Linked DNA regions of Mus musculus: all the other regions are linked to region 1. A link is a contact called in public HiChIP or PLAC-seq data. All regions are on one chromosome and are shown on one strand. The core of a region is the stretch at or near the end of the contact, and the rest is flanking DNA. Distances in the headings are between cores, read along the strand shown. Region 1 holds the start of Krt10 (keratin 10). Region 2 holds the start of Krt17 (keratin 17). Region 3 holds the start of Krtap31-2 (keratin associated protein 31-2).

Region 1 (4,772 bases), core at 697-3,196:
CATGGCGGCCATCAGGAACACCGAGAGCGCTTTGCTTTCTCTTTTCGTCAAGTCCTGGGAGGGAGGCTTCACCTCTCTGAAGCAGCCAGGGTCTTCTTTCCCTCCTGTTAGCCTCCATTTATCGTACATGTTATCTTCACAACAATCAATTCCCACGCTCAGGGCTTTTTTGTTTCTTTCAGCTGCTGCCCTACTTGCAGGTTCTGACAGGTTGGAGGAGTGGAGGAGCTGCAGCCTGGCGGCAGGAACCCGCAGCTCACAAGCAGCGCCTCACCAATACTGGCAGCCAAATCCCCTTTCCCTGCAGATTCCTGTAGCCCCCGTTCTATGGAATGTGCAGCTACAAACTTCATTTGAAGAAGCAATTACTAATGGAACCCTGTCAAGTCCCTGGGTTTTCAATATTTTTCCCATTTCCATGCTCTTTCTGTTTTGCTTTTTCCCCATGGGGAGAAGCAAGTGGTGAGATCTGGAGCCTTAGTTCCTCTAACAGCAAATCTACCATGGGAGAGAAGGAATATGCAAGGTGGAAGAGTAGAAAGCTGACAAATCTCAGACTCAAGCAGGCTTCCAACTGCGGTTCAGCCAGCTAGCATTAGGAAAAAATCACTCCATTTCTTAGCTTCACCTTCCTGACAAAATTGAGACTGTAACAGCTAGCCCTATCAGTGCATTGTTCTAGAGATTTTTAAATTGACCTATCTCAAAAAAGCATTACATAATTCTAAAACATGTGTGAATCTATACATATAACTATATATGTGATATATTTTAACAAGAGCAATGTCATAGCCTATGGGTAGTTATAAAATAAATTTATGTCATGTAAAGTCCCAATTAAATACTTCCCTGGATACTGTCCCACTGAAGTCTGAGCACAGTGTATCCAAGGGAAATATGTTTTTCTTGTTTACTGAGAGGGGAAATCTAGCTTGGAAACAGAAGTACAAGTCTGTCCTAAAAGTCCTGAACCAAGTGCCAGTCTGTAACCTAAATTTATGTAGCTACAAGAAAACTTTTCGTGCAATAAACCTCTCTTTGTAATCAGCCCGGAGCTTAAGGCACTTCAGGTTAGTTCCTCGGTTCTCGTGCTTAGAATCCCTGCCCCATGCTCTTCACAGGCACCCGTGCTTAGAATCCCTGCCCCATGCTCTTCACAGGCACCCGTGCTTAGAATCCCTGCCCCATGCTCTTCACAGGCACCCGAACCATGAACTGAAAAGTATGAAGCAGAATAAGTTCATGGTTTTGTCAAGAATTTAAAGATTCCATAGTCATTCCTGTGTACAGTTCCCTAAGCAAGAAATATGAATATACTCTCAAGATACATATATATAATCTCTTACGTATACGTGATATATCCCATATATTAATATATACTATATATTATATGTACACATATATATTACATATACATACATATAATTTCCTAAATCTTGCTTCTTAAATGTGGCAATTTCTTAACACTAATAGTTCACCATATCCTATTTTTTACTTACTTCAAGATCCTTCTTACAGCTCAATTTCAGCACACTTGCTACTTACTGCAATTCGCAAAGCTATCTAAAACAGGAATTTGAAAAATCCTTATTTCAACTACAATTTATAAGCAAAGTTCTTTTACTTTTTGAACCTAGCAAGTACTAAGTACAAGCTAAATTAACATTAGAAAATTAGATTTTTAATAGTTACTCAATGATCTTCAAAAGGTAAAATGTACTCATGTGAACTCCACCCATTCTCAGTTTCAACATAGCAAATTTCCCATCTGTACTCAGGGCAAATTCAAAAGCATTGAAAAGGTATTGGTTATTACTGAAGATAATTTATGCAATCATAAGCCAAAGATGCTATGCTGGCAAAAAGAAAACCATGCAAGTAAGCAAAGCCTAGCACCTGTGAGACACGCCCTCTCAGTATATAAAGGCTCGGCACTGTCCTTGGTAGCAGGCACTCCCTGGGCTACACTACACCACCATGTCTGTTCTATACAGCTCCAGCAGCAAGCAGTTCTCTTCCTCCCGCAGTGGAGGAGGAGGCGGTGGTGGATCCGTCAGGGTTTCCAGCACCAGGGGCTCTCTTGGTGGAGGGTATAGCTCAGGAGGCTTCAGCGGTGGCTCTTTTAGCCGTGGGAGCTCTGGGGGAGGTTGCTTTGGGGGCTCATCAGGTGGTTACGGAGGTTTTGGAGGAGGAGGCAGCTTTGGGGGAGGCTATGGAGGAAGCAGCTTTGGGGGAGGCTATGGAGGTAGCAGTTTTGGGGGTGGCAGCTTCGGTGGAGGTGGCAGCTTCGGTGGAGGCAGCTTTGGTGGCGGTAGCTATGGAGGAGGCTTTGGCGGTGGTGGATTCGGAGGAGATGGTGGCAGCCTTCTCTCCGGAAACGAGAAGGTGACCATGCAGAACCTGAACGACCGCCTGGCCTCCTACATGGACAAAGTCCGGGCTCTGGAAGAGTCAAACTACGAGCTGGAGGGTAAAATCAAGGAGTGGTACGAGAAGCATGGCAACTCAAGCCAGCGAGAGCCCCGGGACTACAGCAAATACTACAAAACCATCGAGGACCTTAAGGGGCAGGTAAGGCGCTTCAGACTCCGGCTTTCCATCGTTCCTAGGCATGCAATGCAGAGGAAGCTATGCCAAGTGTGGCACAGCTGACTGCTGTCTCTTCCCTGTTACCTTTTCATGTCTAGTGTAACCAGGCCTCATCAAAGATATTTATGGCAATGTGTCATCTAGCATGTGTGTTGCCTGTCGTCCAGGATGACAGACTACTGAGAACCTTATAGGTTTTAACACACATATGCGAGTTCACAGTTAAAATAGGCTAGGTCATACATAAGTGTGGGAGCTAAGATAATTTTAAATGAGTATGTTACATATATGCATATATATGTATAGATATGTATAAATTCACCCCTAGAAGTATTTATAACAAGTTAAACAGATACAAACATGAGTCACTCAAAAGTTAGCTGCAACACAAACAAATCACATACTATAAAGGAAAGGGTCGGCTGCAGGAATAGTACAATCCCAGCCAGTGCTCAAAAAGCAACCATAGCCATAAAGGTCCTGAAAGACCTGAGGGGAAGTATGGGCAAGTCTGGGACAGTCCATGTTTAGTTTGTCAGAGAACTATCTAAAATGCAACTCACCTATGCTAACCTGAGAAGCCAGAAGCCCACCTGATCTTTTCAATAACGTGTGTCTCTCCCCTCAGATCCTCACCCTGACAACTGACAATGCCAACGTGCTGCTGCAGATTGACAATGCCCGCCTGGCAGCTGATGACTTCAGGCTGAAGTAAGCTATGTGGATGTGGTGCACACACAGCAGGGGCTTCCAACAATGCTCCTGGATGCCCACAACAGCTTTTACACTCTCCTGAACTCATCTGGAGTGAAACAGTGCTAAGCTGTTTGTTTTTTTTTTTTAATTTAATTGTCATATCTTTTGGGCAATCGTTAAAGGAGGGTGTGTTTTAAAGTGACAGCTTTCTTCAAATCAAACTATATTAATTAATATTCCTACATGAATTCGTGTATTATGAATGTTGCCATGACATGAAACCAAATCTGTATCTGCACTGTAGTCCGTGTATATCCAGGTATACCGTCATCCTCCTGTATATTCAGTGTTTGTATCTTGCTTGCTTCAGATACGAGAATGAGGTGACCCTGCGCCAGAGCGTGGAGGCCGACATCAATGGCCTGCGCAGGGTACTGGATGAGCTGACCCTTAGCAAGTCTGACCTGGAAATGCAGATCGAAAGTCTGAACGAAGAGCTGGCCTACCTAAAGAAGAACCACGAAGAGGTGACACAAATTTACATAATTACATTCCCCCCTTTTAAAGAAAAAAAAAAAAGCTCATCTGGGTCGTGGTGTACTCACTAATTAAATCTAACTGCTCCTCAAACAGGAAATGAGAGACCTTCAAAATGTGTCCACTGGTGATGTGAATGTGGAAATGAACGCTGCCCCAGGGGTTGACCTGACTCAGCTGCTGAACAACATGAGAAACCAATACGAACAACTTGCAGAAAAGAATCGCAAGGATGCTGAAGAGTGGTTCAATCAGAAGGTAAACTAGCCAATCACCCTTCTTAGTGAAGCCCATGGAGCTTTTCTTAGCATGCCCAAATGGTCTCATCTTTTCCCTATTTTTTTTTTTTTTTTTGATCCTCTAGAGCAAGGAACTCACCACAGAAATCGACAGCAACATTGAACAAATGTCCAGCCATAAGTCTGAAATCACTGAATTGAGACGTACTGTTCAGGGTCTGGAGATTGAACTACAGTCCCAGCTGGCCCTGGTACGTTAAATCTTATAACCTGGCTTCTATTTTATCCTGCAATTGTTCATGCTAAAAATGACTTGGGGGCAAGAAATTAGAATCGAAATTGCAGCTTGTGGGCGTGTGGGGGGAAAAAAAAGAACTGCTCACATGGAGGCAGTCCTGCTCAAACTTTGGCAGTGCAGCCTAGCACGAATCCTAATTTACTTTCCTTCTACGAGGTCTTCCTGAATCCCATGTTTCACCTTAATAAACCCTTCTTCTCAGAAACAATCGCTGGAAGCCTCCTTGGCAGAAACAGAAGGTCGCTACTGCGTGCAGCTCTCCCAGATTCAAAGCCAGATCTCCGCCCTGGAGGAACAGCTGCAACAGATTCGGGCTGAGACCGAGTGCCAGAACGCCGAGTACCAACAACTCCTAGACATCAAGACCCGACTGGAGAACGAGATTCAGACCTACCGCAGCCTGCTAGAAGGAG
Region 2 (4,772 bases), core at 1,048-3,547, 870 kb before region 1:
CTCATCCCTGGCTTCGCAGCCCTCCCGAGAAGGTAAGAGTCTAATCCTGTCCTGTGTATAGGACATCGGGGGAGATTAGCGGTGCTACAGCCTAGCTGGTGGGTTGCAGGGGGGCTCCTGCCTGAGCCTCTCTGTGACCCCTCCTTTGTCATCTGTAGGCATGGTGACCAGCCGCCAGGTGCGCACCATTGTGGAGGAAGTCCAGGATGGTAAGGTGGTCTCCTCCAGAGAGCAGGTGCACCGCTCCACCCACTGAGGCCCCTGTCTGCGTATGATAGCCCAGGCCCAGGACCTTAGGCTGCAGCTCCCTGCATCTACTGCCAAGCCTGAACTCCTATGAGCTAGCTGTTGCCTTCTGTGTTTGCTTTGTGCTGCCCCTTACAGAGAGGCCCCTTGGGTTGACCCCAGAAATTGCTAATAAAGCTTTGAAGAAGTCTGATCCTTGAATTCATCATTTGTCCTGTCATTGGCTCAGGCAGCGTGGGCTCAGCAGCTGGGGAGGGTTCACCTAAGCGTCTGGTATCGCTTGTCACCTGCCTGCTTGTTCTGCCCACTCCATGCAGGCTTGGGTTGTTTTGGAAGTTAAGACGGGGAGGAGATGGAAGGATTGAGGGTGGAGGTGGGGAGCATCCTGTTTTCTAAGAATCTGCCTCTGGGGCTGGCTCCTGCTTGCTGGTCCCTGGGAGGGCCTGCAGGCTTTCTGGGTACCACACCTGTTAGAGAACACCTGTATTAAAACAAAGGGACAGGGGTCTGACTGGGAAAGGCAACTAACTTTCTTGGAGTGGTCGAGGACCTTGATGGATGAGGGGGTGGCAGCCTGGTAGTCTCAGCCCAAGAAGCTAGACCGGCTCTACCTGGCTCCCTGGGGGTGTGTGTGTGTGGGGTGGGGCGGCGGCAGCGGTGTTTGTGAGTGTGGGGGGCATCCTGTTTGCTTTGGTGGCTTGGCAGCGCCTGGGCTATTGGGGAAACCTCTCCCAGCTGCCGATGGGGGCTGTCTAGACCTGTCTGGGAGGAGGAACCCATTGGCAGTCTGAAACAAGACCTCATTCCGCCCAGCAGGCCTCCCAGGACCCTGGGACTGAGGGCTGGGCTTAGGATAGTGGGTGGGGCTAGGTGGAGCTAGGGGGTGGGGCCTGTGGCCCACCCTGGGGAATCATGCTGTGGTCTTTGTCTTGGGGAACCTGGCATGAATGGGGTGGGGTAAGAGTGTTAAGCGATATCTTTTTTTGCTTCCCTCTGGTTGGGACCTGAGCTGTTCTATCCTCTTAGGTCTATCAGGATACAGAAAAGGGTAAGGAACGTGAAAGGAAACAACTCATTCATGGTCCCTACAGACTCCCTTTCATAAGGGAGTCTCCTATGCATAGCTCTGTTTTCCCTGGAACTTTAGCTGAGCTCGTGTCTGCCCACCTGGTCCTGGAAGCTGTACTGTAGGAAGGAAGTAGAGAAAAATCTAAAAGGGAAGTCTGGGCTTCCTAAGGGACTCAGGGATGGGGACAGTTTCAGAAAACTGGCAAGAATGGGCCTTATCCCTGGGTGTTGGGACTGCTCAGAGGGGTGATTCCTGGGTCAGGGGTGATGCAGCTAGTGACGAGCAAAAGGATGTGCTATGCCAGCCCACGGCTTGAGTGAACTGGGCCTGTTTGGACATCACATTCTTTGCTAAGCTCTGATTTCCTGCCCAGGTTGGCAATTGGAGGCTTGAGGTAGTTTCTGTGTTGTGTGGTGGGCCTGGCGGGTATAGACCTAGTTCTCAAGTCAGGATGTGTACTTGGTCTTTCTGATTTCCCCAATCCCCAGATCCAGGCTTTTCACACGCGGGTAGTGGCACGATGGGAAGGAAAGACACCTCAGGTGTGTGGGGTGCCTAACTCCCTACCTCATTTCCCATCAAACTGGGGTGGCAGCTGCCTGGGAGGGCTGGGTAGAGGTGATGTCGCCAGCTCTTCTTGTCCGTATTAGGTCATGGGAAAGCGTAGCTGGAGGGCCTGCCTGAATCACAGGTGACAGGCTTGAGACCAGAGACAGACAGACCGACACACGCACATGCACACACACACACACACACACACACACACACACACACACACACACGACCATGATACCCAGGACAGGGTTTGGTGAAATGAAGCAGAGCCCAGAGGTGGGAGGGGAGGGGGCCCATAGCCACCTGGGAGCTGGCGGGTGTCCAGGGGTGATGAAAGCCCAGGGGAATGGAAACAGCGGAGAGCCTGTTGTAATCGCTACGCCCACTGGCTGCCCTATAAAGGAAGCAGGCGAGCCCCAGCGCAGCACGCATCTTGGCGCCTCTCTTCCTCCCAAGCCCTCCAGCTCCACATCCGTTGCCCGCTGCCACCATGACCACCACCATCCGCCAGTTTACCTCCTCCAGCTCTATCAAGGGCTCCTCTGGCCTGGGTGGAGGTTCATCTCGGACCTCCTGCCGACTGTCTGGCAGCCTGGGTGCAGGCTCCTGCAGGCTGGGGTCAGCTAGTGGCCTGGGTAGTGCTCTTGGGAGCAACAGTTATTCCAGCTGCTACAGCTTTGGCACTGGCAGTGGTTATGGAGGCAACTTTGGGGGTGTCGATGGGCTGCTGGCTGGAGGGGAGAAGGCCACCATGCAGAACCTCAATGACCGCCTGGCCTCCTACCTGGACAAGGTGCGTGCCCTGGAAGAGGCCAACACTGAGCTGGAGGTGAAGATCCGAGATTGGTACCAGAAGCAGGCCCCGGGGCCAGCCAGAGACTACAGCGCTTATTACCATACCATTGAGGATCTGAAGAACAAGGTAGGATTGCTGGCGGGAGGGGCATAAACCACCCACCTCCTGCCCTCATCAAGGCCTGGAGTCAACTGGGGCTGCCACAGGGTCTCTAGGTTCTAGTTTGACCCATTTCCCTTTGAAGGGGCAACTGGCTGGGCCAGGAACAAGCTGGCATTGTGAGGCTCCTTTGAGTGTCTGTTTCCTCCTGGAGCAGTCTTCGTGTCATTGATGCCTAGACTGTGAGACATCATGGTCTAGGAGGTGGAATCATGATCTAGGTGGAGGGCTGGTTCCGTAGAGTGGAGCTAGATTTGTGAGTGTCCCAGGAAGAAGGGGCTTGGGGGTTGGGTTCTGAGAGTGTGCCCCACAGCAATGCTAAGAGAGGAAGCAGGAGAGGGGTAGGGCAGTGGACTCCTGTGGGAAGGCTCTGGGGACTTTTCTTTTCTGGCTTCCTTGGCATTTCCTTTTGTCCCTAAGGATATTCCAACATTATCTAACTCCTTCCACCTTCCAGCTTGAGGCCTCTTCAGCCCTCAGGCTGAGACTGGCACCAGGAGGGTCGGCATGAGCAGACAGCACTAAGCTTCATCTCATTGGACTCCCTCCCATCAGTCCATCTCTGCCAACAAGGGCAACACTGCGTAGGGAGTGGCTGGCAGGAAAAGGGGTTTTCTCTGAAAGCAGTGAATCCCAGCCTCCAGCCAGGAAGCCTGGCTCAGAACGTGGACCTGGGTTGACCCATGCTAAACTCAATGACCTATTGCTTTGTCATCTCTCCAGATCCTTGTGGCCACCGTGGACAATGCCAGCATCCTGCTCCAGATTGACAATGCTCGTCTGGCAGCCGATGACTTCCGTACCAAGTGAGTCCCAGAGGGTTACAAGCTGAGGGGGATTCTGGGGCAGCTTCCCTTACCCTATGACTTCTCAGAGGACAGGGGAGAGGGCCTGGGAGTTATGAGCTGAGCCGTTAGTTGGATGAGCAAAGACAGCCTCTTCTGAAGGTAGCTGGGGGAGGGGGAAGCAGAGGAGGAGTCAGGAAGCCAGTGGGCATGGGGTCTTGTCTTGTGGTTGTCCCTGGGGTTAGGGTTGCAACTTGCTTCCATCCCACCCTCTGATCCTCTCTCAGTTGTTCTGGCTTTGGCAAAGGGAAGGCAGAGATGACACCAGGACAGAGACCTATGTTGTTAGAGCATCCTGGCCTGAGGTCTCTGGTTTTTCATTGCAGGTTTGAGACAGAGCAGGCTCTGCGCATGAGCGTGGAGGCCGACATCAATGGCCTGCGCCGGGTGCTGGATGAGCTGACCCTGGCCAGAGCCGACCTGGAGATGCAGATTGAGAATCTCAAGGAGGAGCTGGCCTACCTGAAGAAGAACCACGAGGAGGTGAGGAGTCAGGGTCAGCAGGTCAAAGAAGATGAGGAGTGGGTGGCAGAGCCCTGGGGTTACCTGCAGTGGAGGGCGTGGGCGAGAGGGCTTGTTGAGTTTAGTCATCCCATAGGGCTGCCCTTTTTCTTTAGAGTCTTCATTCCTGTGGTCCAGAGCTTCCACACATCCCTGCATCTTAGGGACCTGCTGGGCCTCAGAGAGGCCTTCCCTCCTCTCCCTGCCTCACTCACAGTGACAGAGGAAGAGGGAGAGGCCCAAGCGCTTGTTTTAGTTCCAACTCTTAAACTTGGACTGCACAAAGGCATTTGGAGATTGGAAGGGAAGGTTTTTTTGGGCAAAGGACTAGAATCAGATGTCTCTGGAATACCCTCTGTGTAATGAGGGAGGCACAGTGTGAAGGTGGGCATCGAGTCCACACAGAGCAAACAAACAAGCAAACAAACAAACCAACAAATCATAGGAGGGTCAGAGGGAAGAGGCTGGGTAGATCCAAAGGTCTTTAGGAAGGGACTTAGACCTAAATGTGGGCTAGGGAAGGCTTAGGTCTGTAGGGTCAACATTGGCCCCAAGGACCACATCTTCATCCCCTCTTCTCACAGGAGATGAATGCTCTGAG
Region 3 (4,772 bases), core at 659-3,158, 550 kb before region 1:
GTCATTCTGTGTTTGATTTATGCCACTCAATGTGATAATCTCATCCGCAGCCATTTGCTAACAATCAGTACAGTTAGAATATTAAAGGGTTATTGACACTTGCACATTTATGCCAGTCCCATGAACAATAGATAAAATGTGTGGAAACTGAGATGTCCATTAACAAGTAAATAGACAAAGAAAATATGATAGGAGGCCATTGTTATGTGTTGGGAGCCATTAAGACAACACAATTGTCCTGATCTCTGAATTGGGCCTCTCCCTTCGAGAAGACAAGGGGGTCAAAAGCGGGCCACAACACACTGTTCTGAGAACAACCACAGAATGTTCCAGCCCTAAGTCATCGCGGATGTCCTGACCACACTCTGATACCGCCAAGTTCCTGCTTCCCCGTGTAACTGCCTAAAGAATGTGCAATTCTATTGCCCCACCCCTCCCGCTGATAAGTACCTGTACTTCCCCTCTTGCTTGTGCAATTCTACTGCCCCATCCTTCCTGCTGAAAGGTACTTCCCCTTTTGCTTGTGCATTTAAACCTTGGGCCTGGCTAATACATTGGAACCTTGATGCAAACTCAGAACGTTTCTGTGTCATTATTCGCACAAGGTTCTCGTCTCTCTCTATCCCCCAATTTGGTTCTTAGGAGAAGGTCCCCTCGAGACTCTCGAATAACTGGACCTGCTGGATGGGTCAGCTATGTGATCCGCTTAAATGATGTGTATAAAAGCCAGACAGAAAAGAAGGGAACAGACCATTGGTTTATGGGAGCAGAGGTTGGAGGAACTATGAAGATAGCAATCAGTTGGTATTAGATTTCATTTGTGCCAGATAAAAACCTTTCATGGATCTGATGTTGAACAGCATGCTGAGTGTCACTGATACAAGGGAGCCTCGTTGAGTATTTAAACATCTTTTGATTAAGTAGATTTGACATGAAGTGACTTATCAAAATATAATGACAGACAATATGGAATGAATGGCAGCAGAGAGTTTATTTGAATTACTTGTTTCTAGTGATACAAATCGGAAGTGAGCAGAAAGAAGAAAAAGAGTACACAAAAATTGGGGGTAACCCAGAAGAAAATACAGGTTAAATAAAGTTACATTTTAGGAAGTTATTTGATGAAAGATGTAAAGATCCTGGCCCAGAACTTTAACTGATGCCAGACCTTCATATCAGCCATCCAGGAAGACCATCCACAGTCTCAGGAGATGAGAGGCTGAGGGTGAGGGACTCCATCCTTTCTCAAAGCATTTCATCTCTTAAGAAAGACTCCATTTGTCAGGTCCCCTGGTGAGAACATGAAGTTGGCCAGCAAAGGTTAAGAGGTGGCTTCGTGCACACAGGGCATGCCAGCTCTCGCAGGAGCATGGCTTTGTTCCTTTGGGAGCTGGTCATCAGTGGGAGATGGGCACACACAGCAGGGCTGGCAGCAGGGTGTGCTGCAGCCAATGATCACACAGGAGGGTTTAAAGGAGATGGTCTTGCAGCAGCTGGTTTCACAGCAAGTTGGTTGGCAGCAGAGCTGGAAGAGGCTAGGCTGGCAGCAGGTGGGCACGCAGCAGCTGGGCTGGCAGCAAGGTGTGCTGCAGCAGATGGTCACACAGGTTGGCTTGCAGCAGTTGCTGTCACAGGAGGCAGGGTCACAGCAGGTTGGTGGACAGCACAGCTGGGAACAGCTGTTGACAGTCTTGGTGCTGTGGCAGCAGATAGACTTGCAACAACAGGGTGTGCTGCACCAACTTGGGGCGCAGCAGATGAACACAGGGCAGCTGGATTCAGAGCTGGATTCAGAGCTGCTGGAGGTCCTGCAGGAGGTGGTCTTGCAGCAGCATGGCTGACAGGTGTGGGTCATGGTGTCAGGAGAGGAGGGTGATAGTCTATTCCCAGGTGAGTTTTACACAATGTAGCAAGTTCTTCCAGTCAGGGCCTTTTATACAACAGGCCTCCAAGGTTTGGACCAATCAGAAGGAGGTTTCTTTCTTGTTTATTATTTTCCATATTTAATTTGTGTTCATCAAGGAAGAATTCCTTACCCAATGCTCTGAATCATTTGCAAGCATTCATTACTTATCTGGTGATAACTTACTTGAAGACTTACTTGAAGTTTTTCCAACAAATCAGGGATTCATCCCACCAGTTTTGTTATAACTCTGATGGTCATCTGGGCCTTCGTTAGCTCCTGACTGTATGGCAATATCAAGATTACTGTATTCTTGCAACCTTCTCCCCATATCCCTACTTAGAAGTATAAATGTCTCTGCATATGAGTGTGGTGTATTCACAATCATGGACTCCACACCTATTTCCCTGTCTTTTTGCCCGCAATGTCCAATTCCAAACTGTCTTAGCTGTCAATCTCTGTGTAAATTCCTCTCACTGTGTATCTGAGGCATAGTAAGGGTGCTGTGAGCTAGGGTTTCTGGAACAATGTGTTTCATAGCAGAGTAAGCATAGTAAACCAATACTGGAGGAATGAAAACAAGCAAACGAAGGAACAAACAAACAAACACCCAGCACTTAGGAATAAGCAGACATCAGGGGATGTGTGGGTGAGCATGAGTCTTGACTCTGACTGGGGCAGCTCCTGGGGTAGATGTACTTTTAGCTTTAGAGCCAGACAAACTGGAGTGGGCAAGATGACTCCAGTGCACAGGGGCTGTCTGCAGCATCAAGGATCTTAGACTGGTGATCTTTCCCATGATTCTCTTTTACTTCTAACCCTATCTCTCTGTCCGGCCTTTCTCCTTCAGTTTCCATTTCTTTTCTTTCTATTCCATGAAGGAATCATGTACCTAATTTATTACCCATTTCACCTGTGAGGACCAAGATATGCCCCCTTCCTTTTCTACTACTCATACTAATAAATGTAAATTATTAATTTCTCATTTGAGAGAATAAAGAGCAAACACAGCCATACCAGTATTAAAGAAATGGAAACCAACCCAGTTCCTACAAATCATTTCATGTCACTCACCCCCAAAGGCTGTTCCTACTACCATCCAGGGTCTGTTTGTCGTCCAGTCCTGGGCATCATGTTTAACCTCAATGCCAATCAAAATCATTCTGTCTTTGTTCATAGGATGATTGTGACAATCTTCACCATCCTGACCCCAAGTTTGCTTGCTCTGATTCCTGTGTACTTTTCAGCTGGATGAATTTGACACAGCTCATTGGCTGAAACTTTTTCGTAGAAAATAATTTGGGACTATTCATTACCATGCTGCCACAAGTGTTTGTGTTTTAGATGCTGCTGCTGACTGTACAGAACTGGGTACCTGGACACTTGCTTCTCACTAAATGCTTGTGCATTCCTTTGCAGGAGCCTAAGCCTTTTTCACTAGGTTTATTCTTGGATATTTTCTTTTTTATTGCCCTACATGGGTTTCAATTTATAACTTTCATTTTTGTTTCTTATGACATATGGAAAGTCACTTCTACCCTCTCTCCTGGCCCCTGTGGTTTCCTCTGGAATCATTTTCTCTTCCCAAATAGTCCTACTGTTCTTTCCTGTGCTCTCCCCTCCTTCGATGAGGAAACATGAATTCTGTCTTTTTGAGTCTGAATTACTTAACAAGACGATCTCAAATTTAACCCATTTTCTGGCTAGTGACAACATTTGTCCTTCCTTATGTATGCTATGTTTTATTTATGAATTTGTCCACTGACAGACACGAAGCTGCTTCTTTGTTTTATGTATTGCATAGTCGATTAGATTGCTCATATGGTGGTTCTAATTTTAGGTTTTTTTTTTTAAAGATCTTACAAGCTAATTTCCATACAGCTTGTACTAATTTACAGTCCCATTAACTGTGTGTAAAGGTTTTCTTCCTCCCTCCCCCTGTATTCTCACCAGCACTTGTTATTGTTTGTTTTCTTGATGACAGCTGTTCTTGACAGGAATGTGGTAGAATTTCAAAGAACTTTTTTTTTTTTTTTTTTTTTTGGTTTTTTTCGAGACAGGGTTTCTCTGTATAGCCCTGGCTGTCCTGGAACTCACTTTGTAGACCAGGCTGGCCTCGAACTCAGAAATCCACCTGCCTCTGCCTCCTGAGTGCTGGGATTAAAGGTGTGCGCCACCACGCCCGGCTCAAAGAACTTTTTATTGGTATTTTCTCACGGCTAATGGTGTTGAATATTTTTCCATGTATTTTTTTTTATTTAAGACCTTTATTAACAGGTGCTTGCAGTTTGTTGACTTTTTTGAAAAAATCAAGTTGTAAACTTTATTACAAATTAAAAATGAAGTTCTTAAAAATCTCAACTTGACCAGATGTGAAACAATTTAAAAACCGTTAAAGGTATATTGAGAAAAACCAGGCCTTTTTTTTTTTCTTAAAAAACACGTTTGTCCGCTGACACCATTGCATACCCTAGCAAGATTTTATTGAAAGGACCCAGATGTAGCTATCTCTTGTGAGACTATGCCGGGGCCTAGCAAACACAGAAGTGGATGCTCACAGTCAGCTAATGGATGGATCACAGGGCTCCCAATGGAGGAGCTAGAGAAAGAACCCAAGGAGCTAAAGGGATCTGCAACCCTATAGGTGGAACAACATTATGAACTAACCAGTACCCCGGAGCTCTTGACTCTAGCTGCATATGTAACAAAAGATGGCCTAATCGGCCATCACTGGAAAGAGAGGCCCATTGGACACGTAAACTTTGTATGCCCCAGTACAGGGGAACGCCAGGGCCAAAAAGGGGGAGTGGGTGGGTAGGGGAGTGGGGGTGGGTGGGTATGGGGGACTTTTGGTATAGCATTGGAAATG

What was found. HiChIP or PLAC-seq counts read pairs in DNA pulled down with a chosen protein or histone mark.
Region 2: a contact with region 1 is called in an H3K4me3 HiChIP or PLAC-seq map of stem cell-derived neural progenitor cells, with 11 times the contacts expected there. The contact joins the promoter of Krt17 here to the promoter of Krt10 in region 1. A contact is called at or near these places in 16 of 39 promoter capture datasets (the 3T3-L1 cell line, the C10 cell line, the HPC-7 cell line and 10 more), 1 of 15 datasets of contacts at CTCF or cohesin (the NIH/3T3 cell line), 8 of 484 Hi-C or Micro-C datasets (B cells, CD4 T cells, colorectal tumor organoids and 4 more) and 17 of 115 datasets of contacts at active chromatin or transcription factors (SST interneurons, bone marrow-derived macrophages, craniofacial prominence and 7 more).
Region 3: a contact with region 1 is called in an H3K27ac HiChIP or PLAC-seq map of embryonic stem cells, with 5 times the contacts expected there. The contact joins the promoter of Krtap31-2 here to the promoter of Krt10 in region 1. A contact is called at or near these places in 3 of 39 promoter capture datasets (the 3T3-L1 cell line, liver and macrophages) and 2 of 115 datasets of contacts at active chromatin or transcription factors (embryonic stem cells and stem cell-derived neural progenitor cells).

What each region holds. Positions count from the first base shown.
Region 1 is chr11:99,386,538-99,391,309 of GRCm38.p6, reverse strand. Krt10 (keratin 10) reads left to right here and starts at 1,946. Exons shown (of 8, transcript NM_010660.2): 1 at 1,946-2,571; 2 at 3,218-3,300; 3 at 3,656-3,812; 4 at 3,919-4,080; 5 at 4,187-4,312; 6 at 4,562-4,772. The coding sequence starts at 1,978.
Region 2 is chr11:100,258,554-100,263,325 of GRCm38.p6, reverse strand. Krt17 (keratin 17) reads left to right here and starts at 2,297. Exons shown (of 8, transcript NM_010663.3): 1 at 2,297-2,792; 2 at 3,549-3,631; 3 at 3,997-4,153; 4 at 4,756-4,772. The coding sequence starts at 2,361. Krt42 (keratin 42) reads left to right here. Exons shown (of 8, transcript NM_212483.3): 7 at 1-32; 8 at 159-444. The coding sequence ends at 256.
Region 3 is chr11:99,933,427-99,938,198 of GRCm38.p6, reverse strand. It overlaps Krtap31-2 (keratin associated protein 31-2), which reads right to left and starts at 1,908. Exons shown (of 1, transcript NM_001025244.3): 1 at 974-1,908. The coding sequence starts at 1,855. The coding sequence ends at 1,322.